Regions from separate parts of the Zea mays genome. Here region 2 is linked to region 1. Evidence: chromatin contacts called from public Hi-C data. All regions are on one chromosome and are shown on one strand. Each heading gives the region's core, a stretch centred on a gene start, on an enhancer-like site or on the middle of the called end of the contact. The rest is flanking DNA. Distances are from core to core; before and after follow the strand shown.

Evidence for each region. Hi-C and Micro-C count contacts between places; a contact is called where the count stands out from the background.
Region 2: a Hi-C map of ear shows a contact between it and region 1, with 1.6 times the contacts expected there. The contact joins two enhancer-like sites. A contact is called at or near these places in 2 of 25 Hi-C or Micro-C datasets (ear and tassel).

The regions. Positions count from the first base shown.
Region 1 is chr1:108,738,259-108,744,995 of Zm-B73-REFERENCE-NAM-5.0, forward strand. No RefSeq gene overlaps it. Among protein-coding and RNA genes, the nearest start is that of LOC103650819, 53 kb to the right of the region's middle. Within about 2 kb of position 3,278, at least 10 of the 20 cell types and tissues checked have an H3K27ac peak or open chromatin away from gene starts, as enhancers often do. A contact at or near this core is called in ear, where this site is marked.
Region 2 is chr1:108,914,438-108,921,174 of Zm-B73-REFERENCE-NAM-5.0, forward strand. No RefSeq gene overlaps it. Among protein-coding and RNA genes, the nearest start is that of LOC100272722, 8.2 kb to the right of the region's middle. Within about 2 kb of position 2,459, at least 14 of the 20 cell types and tissues checked have an H3K27ac peak or open chromatin away from gene starts, as enhancers often do. A contact at or near this core is called in ear, where this site is marked.

The sequences.
Region 1 (6,737 bases), core at 2,028-4,527:
CCTCCTTTTATATTCGTAAGGAGGAAACCCAAGCGTACAGGTGTTGCTACGTTATTGTCGTGGTCAACGGAGGTGCGCCCAAGCCCTATAGTGGCACGCCGGCGGGATGGCCCTCCTACTTTGCATTGTCTTTTGTGAGATAGAGAGCCGAGGCTGGGTCAGGAGCTCGAGCAGGCGTCCGAGCCCATCCTAGACGAGACTTTTGTCTAGTCGTAGTTGTTTAAAACAGTGCTCGGCATGGTGAAAGAATGTAGTGATCTAGTCTTGGTGTCATCCGAGATGGCGAAAAGTAGATTGGACACCTATCTTGTTGTTACAGTAGCCATCCTGTCTTCAGCGGGGTTAGCGGGAGAGCAGGCGGTATCGTGTGTTTCTCTGTTGGTGCAGTTCGCAGAGGCCGGGCTTGGGTGAGGCAGAGATTTCTCCTGAGGCCGAGGCCGGGTCAGAACATTGATATGCAGTCATGATCGGAGTGGTTGGAATAGTGGTTGGAGTGGGGAAATAGTGCTAGATATTCATGCCCTGACCGTCTTGTGCATAGTAAAAAGTAGATTAGACTAGGGTCGTGTCACCCTTTATTGACTTTGGTGCCCGTGGTGGTGTAGGTGGTTGTATAGACTGTATTAAATGCACATGTTCTAGGGTCTGAGAAGTTGGCCGAGGTCGGGCTCATGCTGGGACCTCGCTCGAGATGCTCTTGGGTGAGGCGAACATGCAAAACCCGCCCGAAGGTGTCCTCTGGTGAGTCACGAACCCCACGCAGGTGTATTGTTCGCCCGAGGTTGGGCTCGGGTGAAGCGTAGTTGCGCAAGCGACGCGCGGTGCCTCGGGTGAATCATGATTCAGGTCCCACATGGCCTTAGAATGTTGGGAGCGTGTTTGTTCTGTGATCCCTTTTTACTCGGGTGTCTAGATACGTTTAGGGCTGCTGTGGTGATCAGGGATCCATGGGGAAGGAATTCCCTTGCTATTCAAAATTGAATAACATGAGGATTCCTTCCCCATAGATCCTCTCGTGATACCTGGTCACCAAATCAGCCCATAGGGATGTACCCTGGATACCCTAATTATGGTACCTGACAGGTTGGTTCTAGGAGGTGGGATCTAGAAAAGAATCCTCCCAACTAGTTGTGCAGAACATATGATCAAGCTTGACAAGGGTGGGATCCTCCGTCTGATTCGACTAGGTGAATTTCCTTCCAAGCAACGAGATTTCCATTAGGTCCAAGGAATTGATTAGGCTTCTAAAATTTTCCAATAGAGTCCTGCTACTATTGGAATTGTTCTTATCCTCTAACCTATATATCAGATTAAATTGACCACATATGATCCACAACCCATCAAACTCATCCTTGACCTCACGTAATTCCTAAAGGAAATAAAACTTGAGACTGACCTAATGAGGCCCATACACACCTGTGAACCACCAAGGAACACCGGACTCCTCTTGAAATTGAATTGAAAGAGAATAATTCTTGATAACAGATGCAACAGATACAAAGAAACCATCGCGCCAAGCTATCAACACACACACCTCCCCTGGTTCCTTGAGCTAGGCTGAAAGCAAAGTTACTAAACCCAGATCCAAGAAAAGAAAGAATATCAAATTCCGAAATGGAGCATAATTTGGTTTCTTGTAGGCAAACAATGGAAGGCCTAATGTCAACAACCAGAGATTTAACAAAATCTCTCTTAGCACGCCTGTTAAAGCCTCTTACATTCCAAATAAGAAAGCAGTCGACATCCATGGACATAGAAAAGATTACCAAAAGACCATACAACACAATGGCCTAGTCATGCCCTCTTGAGGCACCTCCCAGCCAAACAACACCGCCAGTGTAGCAATGTGATCACTTGAGAGTCCAGTAACAAAAAGCTTTACAAAATTACTGGCATCCTTGAAGATGTTCTCATTATCATAACAGAACCCCAAATGTCTGCAAACCTGGGCAGCAGCGCTGGATCCTAGCTCTGGAGGAAACTTAGGCTCTATTTGGATCCACCTAGTTTCTTAGAAAATGGTTTTTAAACTAGACACAACAAGCCAATTTTTTAATTCAGTTTCTAAAAACCGGTTTCTCAGTTTCTTAAAAAACAAGAAGCTGCACTCCACTAGCTAAAACTAGTTTCTAAGAAACTAGGTGGATCCAAACACTTTTTCCTAGTTTTTTTTTAAAGCCAGTTTGTAGAAACCAGTTTTTAGGAAACTAGGGTGGATCCAAACACAGCATTAGCCACTCTCCTGCTTCTTCTAGGTTGAAAATTACTCGGCAATGTTCTCCTCTTCCTGTGTTTGGTAGACCGAGGAGCGGGCAGCAAACCAGCAACTCATCAATGGCTTTAGTGACACAATTCTTGAACTCTTGCAGCGAAGCTGATAGCATAGAATTATCCACCTGATCTGGGTGCACATGGATCCTCCTCCTCCTGGAGTACACTTTGAAAACAGGAGGCTTAGCTCTCCATCCGCACCCGAAGGATTAATCCCAGAGACAGTCTGTTCAGTGGTTCCTCTGCATATACATAGCGCTCATCAGGATTAGCCAACTGAGAAGCGTCATCCAACCTGACAGAAAAAGCCCCCGAAACAATATTCCCAGAACAGGTTGCACAGATATTGGACCAACACACACGCCCAGACCAATCCCCTGGACAGAAAATGGCGCCAGACATTCATTCAAACAATCATTTAAAGACCCACTCGGGGGCAGCTCCCCCTCCAGCCCAAAAGAATCCCTAGAGTCCAGCTGACCAACAGGAACCAAATCAACACATGTATATAATATTTTATATGGATTTACAACACAAATTTGACATTACTAAATTACTTTTCGTAATAAGTAACTTTTGTTGTATGAGATAATATATTTTTATCTTTTATAGATTTAAAGGTAAAAAATCAGAGTTTGGATAAACCTAGATAGACTTTCTTCAAGTTTTGGAGCGAAGATACGAGCTCTTTTCTAGAGTATCAAATACATCAACAGAACTACAGAAGTATAAAAAATAGGTGTGGCGACAAAGTAAAGGAAAAAATGGCACTATATATCAGATGTGTTCCTTCCTGAATAGCTGGAACGGCTCAGTGGTGGCGATTGTTTGGTTGGAATGCATGAGGTAGTGGGGATGAGGCTCCCGACAGCGTTTGAGGGAGGGAAGGGCTGTTAGGCAAGCGAGCGCCGTGAAACCTGTTGGCACTTGAGTAGGGAGGGTCCCTTTTGACAGCGGACCACACGCACGTCGCGGCAGCGATCGGAGCGCGGCTGTTGAGCCGCAGAATAGGCGGCCGGACGGTCTGTCACTGGGCCCGGACGCTCCGCGGTACAGACGGTCTGTCATTGGGGCTGGACGGTCCATGCGCGTAGAACAGGTTTCTGAGTTTCTTACTGTGTTTGTTGACGAAATTCACGAAATTAACTTGAGGAGTTTGTTTGTAACGGGTCCAGCCCTCCTCCTTTATAAAAGCAGAGTAATACGGCCGATTTGTAATCATCAATCGAATCAATAACACTTTTATCTCGCATTTATTTTCTGTACAATTACGAGTAGTTTTAGTCTAGTTCTAGTTTAGCATCTCAATCCCCAAATTCTCCGCTTCTCTTCGGCTTTACGTCGATTAAAGGAGTCTAAGTCGGTCTGCTCGAGCCTAAACATCACATAGGATCTCTCCTCCCCGACAGGGTCCCTCCCGAGAGCGAGATCCAGGCGCCGCCGGCAACCTTCGCCGCCCCCTGTGCACGCGCGGACCGTCCGGCCCCAGGGCACGGATCGTCCGGCCGTCAGGCAGGAAAACCTAAGCCCTACACTAGGCCGCGGACCGTCCGGCCCCTGGCCGCGGACCGTCCGCCCCTGTGCAGAGAGCACCGCTGTCGGTTCTTGTTTAGTGATTGGCGCTCCAAAAAGGCACCAACACACTTTTTGGCGACTCCGCTGGGGACAACACATATAGACCTATCAAATCGGTCCTCAATGGTCGGTTCAAGGTATAACTCTGAAGTCTCCCCAGCAATATCATAGAGCCGACTTGGGAAACCTTGCCGGCTGACGAACAGCTCCAGTTCGAGGAGCACAAGGAGCAGCTGATCCAAGAGGCAAAGGCGAAGTTCCTGGCCAACTTCAAAGTGGACAGGAACAACAAGGTCGTTTGGCAACGGGCGACGGATCTGGCTTCGCTTCGACCTACTACGACTACCCCTGAGGTAAGCAACACAAACGAGCTACAATCTCTTAAAAATTATGTAGATGAACAGTAAAAACAAATGCAAAATATTATAGGGGGTATGCAAAATGATTATAGGAGGCTAGTACGTGTGTTTGATAAATCTACTATTGCAAATTTTCCATCGCACGAGGTTGAATTTGGGGAAAACACGTGTAATTCATCAGCTACAAGTTGTCACGACCAGTTACAAACCCTGTATGGGATGCCGATAAACACATGCCCTGGGCAACCCCATCCTCCTACGCACATCGACAATAAATTAGCTGATCTGCACAAGACCGGACCGTCCGCACGTGAGCGCAGACCGTCCGGGCCAGCAACGGTCGGGCCCATTTTTAATGAATTACCCAGACATGCGCCCGAGCCACAACGTACTACGCAGAATCTAAATTACCCAGTCAGACCGTCTGCATATAGTGACGGACGGTCCGCGTACAATCACGGACGGTCCGGGCACATACCCGGACAGTCCACGCATACCGTCGGACGGTCCGCATATCCAACCGGACGGTCTGGAGCAGAGTTTTTTGAGGAGGATTGCTACTTGAATCCTCATCCGTCCCAGCAACACCTTCCCTCACACTACACAATGCACCAGCCCATTGACACGGATCCTCCGGCCCATGGGAACGAATACTTTCCGGCCCCGCCTAGAAGGCCGGAAAGGAACAGTCAATCCTATGAACCATATAGGCAAATAGTAATGCACCATATAACTCAAACCAATGGGGGAAGACAACATGCTAATATCCAGTCAATCCCACCTATGGTTGACCAGAGAGCCGGTGGTCTCGCACTGGCTGCCATTGATATAGTAAGGGAAGAAATAGCCGGGGCGTTCCGAGATAAGCTCGGAGTAAGCATGGTCCCTAGGGGCAATCATATCGGAAACCTTATGACAGCCGATTTGATCATCACCCATACCCACAGGGAACCAGGATACCCGAATTCGCAAAATTTTTGGGTGATCAAGGAAAAAGCACACGTGAGCATATTGGCCAGTTTCTAGCACAATTAGGAGAATTGGCCGACACAGAAGCATTCCGCGTACGTTTATTTTCGTTATCCTTGACAGGAACGACATTCGCATGGTACGCCACACTGCCTCCTAATTCTATTTCATCATGGGGGGATTCAGAACAAAAATTTCATGACCACTTTTTCTCCGGTGACTATGAGTTAGATTTGGTAGACCTAGTGGCCCTGCGGCAAGTGAAGGATGAATCGGTTAATGAATACATCCAGAGGTTCCAGGATACAAGAAACTGATGCTTCCAAATTCATTTATCAGAAAAACAAATAGCAGGATTAGCCTTTAATTGGTTGCGATATTATTTAAAAAAAAGATTAGAGGGCATCCAATTTTTCACACTAGCACAATTACACCAAAGAGCTTTGGCCTGTGAAAGCTGAAGCAAAGAAGCTACCAAAAATATTCGTCATAATGTCCATATAGTAGAATGCGACCAAAATAGCTCGGACGACGAATCAACGGAAGTGTATGCTGCTGAAATGGTTTGGCCAAATCCTCGGCTTGTTCCTCCTTACAGTCGGTTCAAAAGAAACGGCAAGAGGAGGTTAAATTTACATTTAATGTTGGCAAATGTGACAAGATATTCGATGAATTACTTAAAAATAGCAACATTAAAATAAATCATAATGTTCCATCCGCCGACGAACTGAAACGTCGTGCATACTGCAAGTGGCATAACTCATTTTCTCATGCCACTAATGATTGTAATGTATTCCATCGACAGATTCAATCGGCCATTAACGAAGGACGATTAAAATTTTAGGAAATGCAGGTAGACACGGAGTCCTTTCCAATGAACATGATCGACTTCGAGGGCAAAAAGGTCCTAATTCGGCCCAGCGCGACCAATAAGGAAAAGACAAAGAAACCATCATCGGCAACGCACGGGAGGCCGATGCAAGTAATAAAGTTTCTTGCAGGAAAGTGGTGGCTGAAAAAACTCCTGATGGAGGAGAAACCCTGAAAGTGACCATCACAACCGCTGGCACTGAGGGGCAAGCACGGACTTGGGGACAGGCGCGGGAACCTGTGCTGCACATCACGAACAGTCTGACATCGAGGCACGGACAGTCCAAAGCTTCTCCGGACGGTCAGAAGAATTCCAGCGGACACTCCGGCTACATTCAGGGCCCGCAACGACCACGTACGTTCAAACCGCGACGACCAGAGATAGGTACGTGGAAAACAAATACATTTAAAGCAGCTGGTCGGCTGGTCAAATCCGGTCCGACTTTTGATCAATTATTATCCAAATATGTGAAAAAGAAGGCCGGCCCAGTGACCGGCCAGCGAAGCAACCTCGCTCACCCGTTCGTGAGCAACGTCAGGTAAGACCGATTGGACCACCTCACCATTCAGAAGAAATGGAAGGTCATATTGTCCAATTAAGACCTAACATACCTGCATGGACACCACCATCCTCATATCCACCTATGACATATCCATACACGTACATACCTCCACCAAATCAAATGTGGGGTA
Region 2 (6,737 bases), core at 1,209-3,708, 180 kb after region 1:
GGCTTCTCTTGGTCAGGTGAAAGTCTATGGCTTGTTACTCTTGGTGATCGGCATCACCTAGACGACTTAGTGGCGTTTGGAGCACGGTGATCACCTCAGAGGATTTGTTAGTGACTCGGCTTAAGATTGTAAGCCATCGTGAGGGATTCACCGCGCCGGAGTGGCAAAGGATCACCTCATAGTGAGCACTTAGTTCTTGCGAGGACCAAGGTTGAGCGATACCCTTGCACGGGTGCTCCAACGAGGACTAGGGAAGAGTACCGACTCTTCGATACCTCGGCAAAAAATTAGAGGAGTCTTCTCAACCTTGCTTTTACATTATGCATTTAATTCAAGCAACTTACCTTGTTTAATTGTTTAGCAAGTAGTTGAAGTAATGTCTTAGTATTGTTGTCTTTCTAGTAGTATTCTCTTATTGCTAGAAGTTGGGTGAAGTTGGACTCCTGCTTAGGGTTTAATTATTGTTGATTTTTAGAAAAGCCCAATTCACCCCCCTCTTGGGCATTGTGATCCTTTCATCTATGAAATTATTAGTATAAATACTATTTTCTATTGTTAAATTGGTTTGAAATTAACTAGAAATCGATTATTATATACATATTGATTTTTTTATCTGCTCTGGTTCGTGAGCTAACGAGCCCAGCCGAGTTGACTCTGTGGCTCCTTAGCTTAACGAGCCGAACTTAGTCGAGTTGGCTTGATATCCTACCCTACATGCAGGGACATTGATATGCAATCATGGCAAGAAGCAGGGTTTCACTCATCCACTCTACTTAAGGTGCAATATTCCATCCAGCCTGTGTCTAACTATTTTTATTAATCAACCTCACTTGTGATCGATCATTATTAAAGTAAGAAGTCGATGAGACTTGCCTTCACTTGCGTACTCCTCCTCGACGTCGGGCTCCTGGTCGGCGAGCTCTGGCTGGTCTCCTCTAGAATCAGCTCTATTCCAACAGTCGCCAACGAGCACACGCACAATTAACCTATCACATAGTGTTGTATATTTTTAGTAATCTATATGTAGAGTTTAATTTTAGAAAACTTACAATATGTAGAGTTTGATTTTCTTAAAAATGGTGACGGAATCAAATTAATTAGAGTTAGTATGTAGAAATTATAAGTGTTACATTTTGTGATTAAACTAATTATGAAAATAAATAAAGAAAGAAAAGACTTGGGTCAATGGCTTAGCTTGCTTGCATGAGATGTGGGTGGGTTGTAGTTTGAGCTCCATACCTGGCCTTTGGCTTACGGTGGGGCTTACAAGAGGGTTGTGACCAGTCAACATCTAAGAGACATAATACAAGGGATAGAATACACGCTCATGGAAGGTCTTCTTCCTCGCCTCTGTTCCCTCGCATAGGTCATTGAAAACTCAAATACAAACATGAGAGAGGTGTGAGGGCTGCTAGGAAGAAAAGAAAAGGTGTATCTAACCCGAGGCTTGTCCGGTCGGGGTGAGCTTTTGGGGGATTGGTCGACGGGAGAGCTATCAAGGTGAAAGGTGCAACCATTGGAAGATGGGCTCGACGACGGCTTGAAACATCAAGGTAAATAATGATGGGACTGGTGGAGGATACTCCAGAGGTGAAGGAGGTGCTTACGACTTACCTAAGGCTCAGCTTGCCTCAGGGGTGCTGAGCAGCAGATCGACGGAAGGCAATAGCAGCTCGAGCTCGAGGAAGTGCATGGTGTCATGATGTTGTCCGAGGTTTCTTTTATAGGCTGTCATGGTTACAGATGGTAATGGGTAAAAACCCGCTGGGTATTACTTGCTCAAACCCATACACGCGAAGAAAAAATACGCCCGCTAAAAAATCCATACTCATGACGGGTATAAAATTTTGCCCAAACCCATACCCATGCAGGTTTCGGGTACCCAACGGGTTTCCCATACCCACTAACATCAACATAAAAAATAATTCATCATGTAAATGACAATCAATACATTAATAAGCTAGCATAAAAGGAACAAGTGATAACTAATTTAGCCTAAAATTTGTTACATAAAGTTTATTTCAATTAGAACATATTCAATTAATAATATTATGAGACATATTTACAAAGAATGTTGATTTTAAGGCAGGTTTTAAAAATCCATGGGTTTGCGGGTATGGGTAGTGGAAGAACAAATCCATGCCCACGTACCCGTTGGGTTTCTATTTGAACCCATTAATAAACCCATGAGTAGAGAAATTGACCTAAACCCATACCCTAATAGAGCAAAAATCCACCGGATTTCGGGTAGCGGATACCCATTGTCATCTCTAGTCATGGTAGGAGTAGCTATGGTGTTCACGATGGTGAGGCGAGCTTGTGCAAGCACGTGTCCCGATAGGTACGATTCACATGCGTGCTTGGCTTTCGTTTAGCGAACAGGCTGGTGATGGCGCTAAAATCTGAGGCAAGTCATCCTCCCGATGTCGCGATGTGGGTAGAGCCAAGTGGGAGAGAATCACGATGTTGTGTCGTGTCCGATGGTCAAGTCACGTGTGGCGTGGTAGCGGAGGTGCCGACGTTGACCACGACAAGGTGCACGAGATTCAGATGGAGACATGTGGAAAAGCCTGCTGCAGTGCAATCATGATAGACATCCTGTTGCTTACTCTAAGAAAATAGAATGACTGAGGGCTATTGGATTTTAGCAAGGAGACAATGTCCCTGTTTGGTTCGGCTTCTGGACGGCTTCTGGCCGCCAGAAGCTGAAGCTGTAACCAAACGGCCAGCTTCTCGGGCGGCTTTTCCTCGCAGCGCTTCGAATAGAAGCGAGCCGCCTACGGTGCCCGAGAAGCGGCCATCAGTTGGCTTCTTGCGAACGCTTCGGTTCCGTCGCTAGGGTTCTCGCGCACCCACTGCGCCGCCGTCGCTCCCTCTCCTCCCCACACCGGCGGCTTCGCAGGTACGGACGAACACCGCCGCGATCTCCTCATCCGTGATACTCCCTCAGATTCTTACCAAAACAGAGGAGCCCGTCGGCCGCCTCAAAGCTGCAGCGACGCCGGGTGCTCCCCGGGCGGCAGCGCGCGACGTACGTCCGCGCCACGGCCTCCGCCGGCGAGCCGGACCTCTCCGTGCGCGTGAACGGGCTGCAGATGCAGTGGGGCCGTGGGGGACCGATTTCAGGTCGTTGAGAACTTGTAGCTCTTATGCTGATGTCCAGCAATCGGCTGTTGCGGTATGTGTTTGGTTAATGAAATCAGATCTTCGAACCATGGACGTGTTGTTCACGTTACTTTCATTGGTTCCGGGACAGATCCTATGTGGTACCCAAGTAAGAACTGGCAACCGACTGTTTGACCATTTTCTACATTATTGGCAAATTACATTGTTCAGAACTTCAGATAATTTGTTGATCTGCTCATAGAGTTGGATAGCCCAGTTTTTCATATGAGCGTTTGTATTCTCACTAGTTGCACAAAAAAGAGTCTGCAATACTGCACTGGACCTTCTCAGTAATAACTTTAATTTTGTTGGTCCCACTCTGCACTAGACTTTCAGTTGTCGTTGATAGAAATAACAGACTAATGAAGAGAATTCTGGATATAAACTGCATCACACTTAGTAATCCAAGTTCTAACAACTACAGATAATGCACTTATCTTTTCTTGAGTAAGATTAATATACAAACAGATAAAACACCATACCTTTTTGTCCTTGATTAAGGGCAAGATTAGTCAATTGGTTGACATCCTGAGTAGAAGGTGCCCTACATCCTTTTGTCTCTAACTCCTGATCACTCTTCCCTCCATCCTTTTGTCCTAGCTCCTGATAACGTGGAGGACACCCTAACAGTCATCACTTCAACCCCAGTAGGTTATTTTGCCCCCTTAAAATTGTGGCTAATTACTGTTGCATTGCCATGATGTTTAGGTGTCATTGGATGCTGAAAAAATTATCAACGTTACTCCTCGTTATGCAAAGCTTCGGACAGAACCAAATGGGGCTGCCATGGGGCGCATCATTGGCTGGCAGAACATTGAACTCATCAGTGACAGGCCTCTGGAGACCATGCTGAATGAGTTCAAGCAGTTGAATACTTATCGGTTCAATTATGGAGGAGTACAACAAAGCTAATGCAAGATAATTATATGTAATGAGTTAAACATGAGTGTATTTCGAGATGTAATTTCTAATGCTTTACTGCCGTAGTTAAATATATAAATGTAACGGTAGTTATGTTGTAATGAACTCCACTAATTATATGTAATGACCTTTTGTTGCTTCGGTGTCATTGTGTATAGTTTATTCAAACAGAATCTGCAATCTGAGAATCTGTGTATCCAAACACCTAGATTCTAACGAACAGCTTTTCTGCACAGCTGGCGAACCAAACACCTAAATTCTAACCACCAGCTTTTCCCAACAACCAGCTTTTCCCCACAGTCAGCTTTTCAGAAAAGCTATTCAGAAAAAAGCCGAACCAAACACGCCCAATATAGTTTATTGACCGTACAATGCTGATAAAGAGGTAGGAGAAAGCAAGAAATGGATAGAGAAAATGTTCGGGAGGGGTGACTAAAAGAATAGACGAACAAATAATTATTGTAACCCATCATAACTTCACAAAATATTTTTAAAGTTAGTTTTATAAAAAATATATATATTATGCTTTGGCACTAGCTAGTGAAATATTTTTTTAGGTTCAAAAATATTATCAAATTAAACCGAGTTTAATTTTGAAAAGTGTGTGATTTTTAGCTTTGAAAAATTAGTATGTCATAGATGAGGATGTTCACCTCTTATGAAAAGAACAAAGATCTCCAAGATATAATTACTTTTTGTGTAAGATTGCCATCACAACCGAGCATTAAATTTCTAATGTATTCTTGGTGGATTCACTTGATTACAATTTACTATCTATTTCTTAGTTATATCAAATTGGTTACAATTGTCTATTTTTTATGAGGGTGCTACAGTATTTAGAAGAAATGATGATTTAGTTGATTTTAAGGGGGTGTTAAAGGGAAAGCTTTTTTAGTAGATTTTTAATGAAAAAACTAAACTTGACACATACTTAATTGCTAAAATCAATATGTGTTGGTTATAGTTTCGTCGACTAACCTATGTTTTCTTTGAGAATGATAGACCATGTATTATTTGCCAAATAGGAAAGCAAGTTGGAGCAAGCCACTACAACAAGAACAAAATGATATACTCAAGGCCATTGGAGTTACTACACATGGATCTCTTCACCCACATTGCTTACATAAGCAACGACAACGTTAAGCATGGTTTAGTTATTGTTGATTATTATACATGCTTAACTTGAGTATTCTTTTTGTAGGATAAAAGTAAAACACAAGGCACCTTGAAGAGATTCTTGAGAAGAGCTTAAAATGAATTCAACTTTAGAATCAAGAAGATTAGAAGAGATAACAGAACAGAGTTCAAAAACACTCAAGTAGAAGAATTTCTTGAGGATGAAGGGATCAAGCATGAGTTCTCCTCTCCTTACTCACCATAACAAAATGGTGTGGTGGAAAGGAAGAATCAAACCCTAATTGATATGGCAAGGACTATGCTTGAGGAATACAAGACATCAGATCGGTTTTGGGTGGAATCGGTCAACACAACTTGCCACACCATCAACCGATTATATCTCCACTAACTACTCAAGAAGACCTCATATGAACTTCTAACCAGTAACAAACCCAATGTTTCATACTTTAGAGTCTTTGGGAGCAAATGTTACATTCTAGTGAAAAAGGGTAGAAATTCAAATTTTGATCCTAAAGTTGTAGAAGGGTTTTTACTCGATTATGATTCAAATACAAGAGCATAGAGATTTTTCAACAAATCCACTATGCACGTTGAAGTTTCTTGTGACGTTGTGTTTAGTGAGACTAACGACTCTCAAGAAGAGCAAGTTGATCTTGATGAACTAGATAACGAAGAGACTCCCTGCACTTCACTAAAGAACATGTCCATTGGGGATGTGTGTCCACAAGAGCCTAATCAAGAGCAAGATCAACCATCCTCCACACAAGCCTCTCCTCCAACTAAAGATGGTGAGCAAGAACATCAAAGTGAGGGCATATATCAAGGGGAAGACAAAGATCAAGAAAAGGAGGATGATCAAGAGATTTAGACAATAAAGGCACATCGCCCTAGTCCACCAAGCAATTCAGAGAGATCACCCCATCGACATGATTCTAGGAGATATCCAAAAGGGGCTAACCACTCATTATCAAATTGCTAATTTTTGTGGAAATTACTCTTTTGTGTATTCTCTTGAGCATTTCAAGGTTGAGGATGCATTCAAGGATCCAGACTAGGTAGTGGCAATGCAGGTAGAGCTCAACAATTTCAAGAGGAATGAGGGAGTATCATGTTCTAACCAAAATGTTTTAGGAACCAAGTGGGTCTTCCACAACATGCAAGATGAACATGGTATGGTGACAAAGAATCAAGCCTGACTTGTGGCCAAGGGGTACTCACAAGTCGAAGGTTTGGATTTCGATAAAACCTTTGCACCCATAGCTAGGCTTGATTCAATTCACATATTATTGGCCTATGCTACTTACCATGGTTTCAAGCTTTATCAAATTGATGTAAAAAGTGCATTCCTCAATGGACCAATCAAGGAAGAGGTCTATGTTGAGCAACCTACCGGTTTTTGAGGATGATAAGTATACTAACCATGTCTTTAAGCTTAACAAGATGCTCTATGGGCTTAAGCAAGCACCGAGAGCATGTTATGAATGCTTTAGAGTCTTTGTTATTGCAATTTTTTA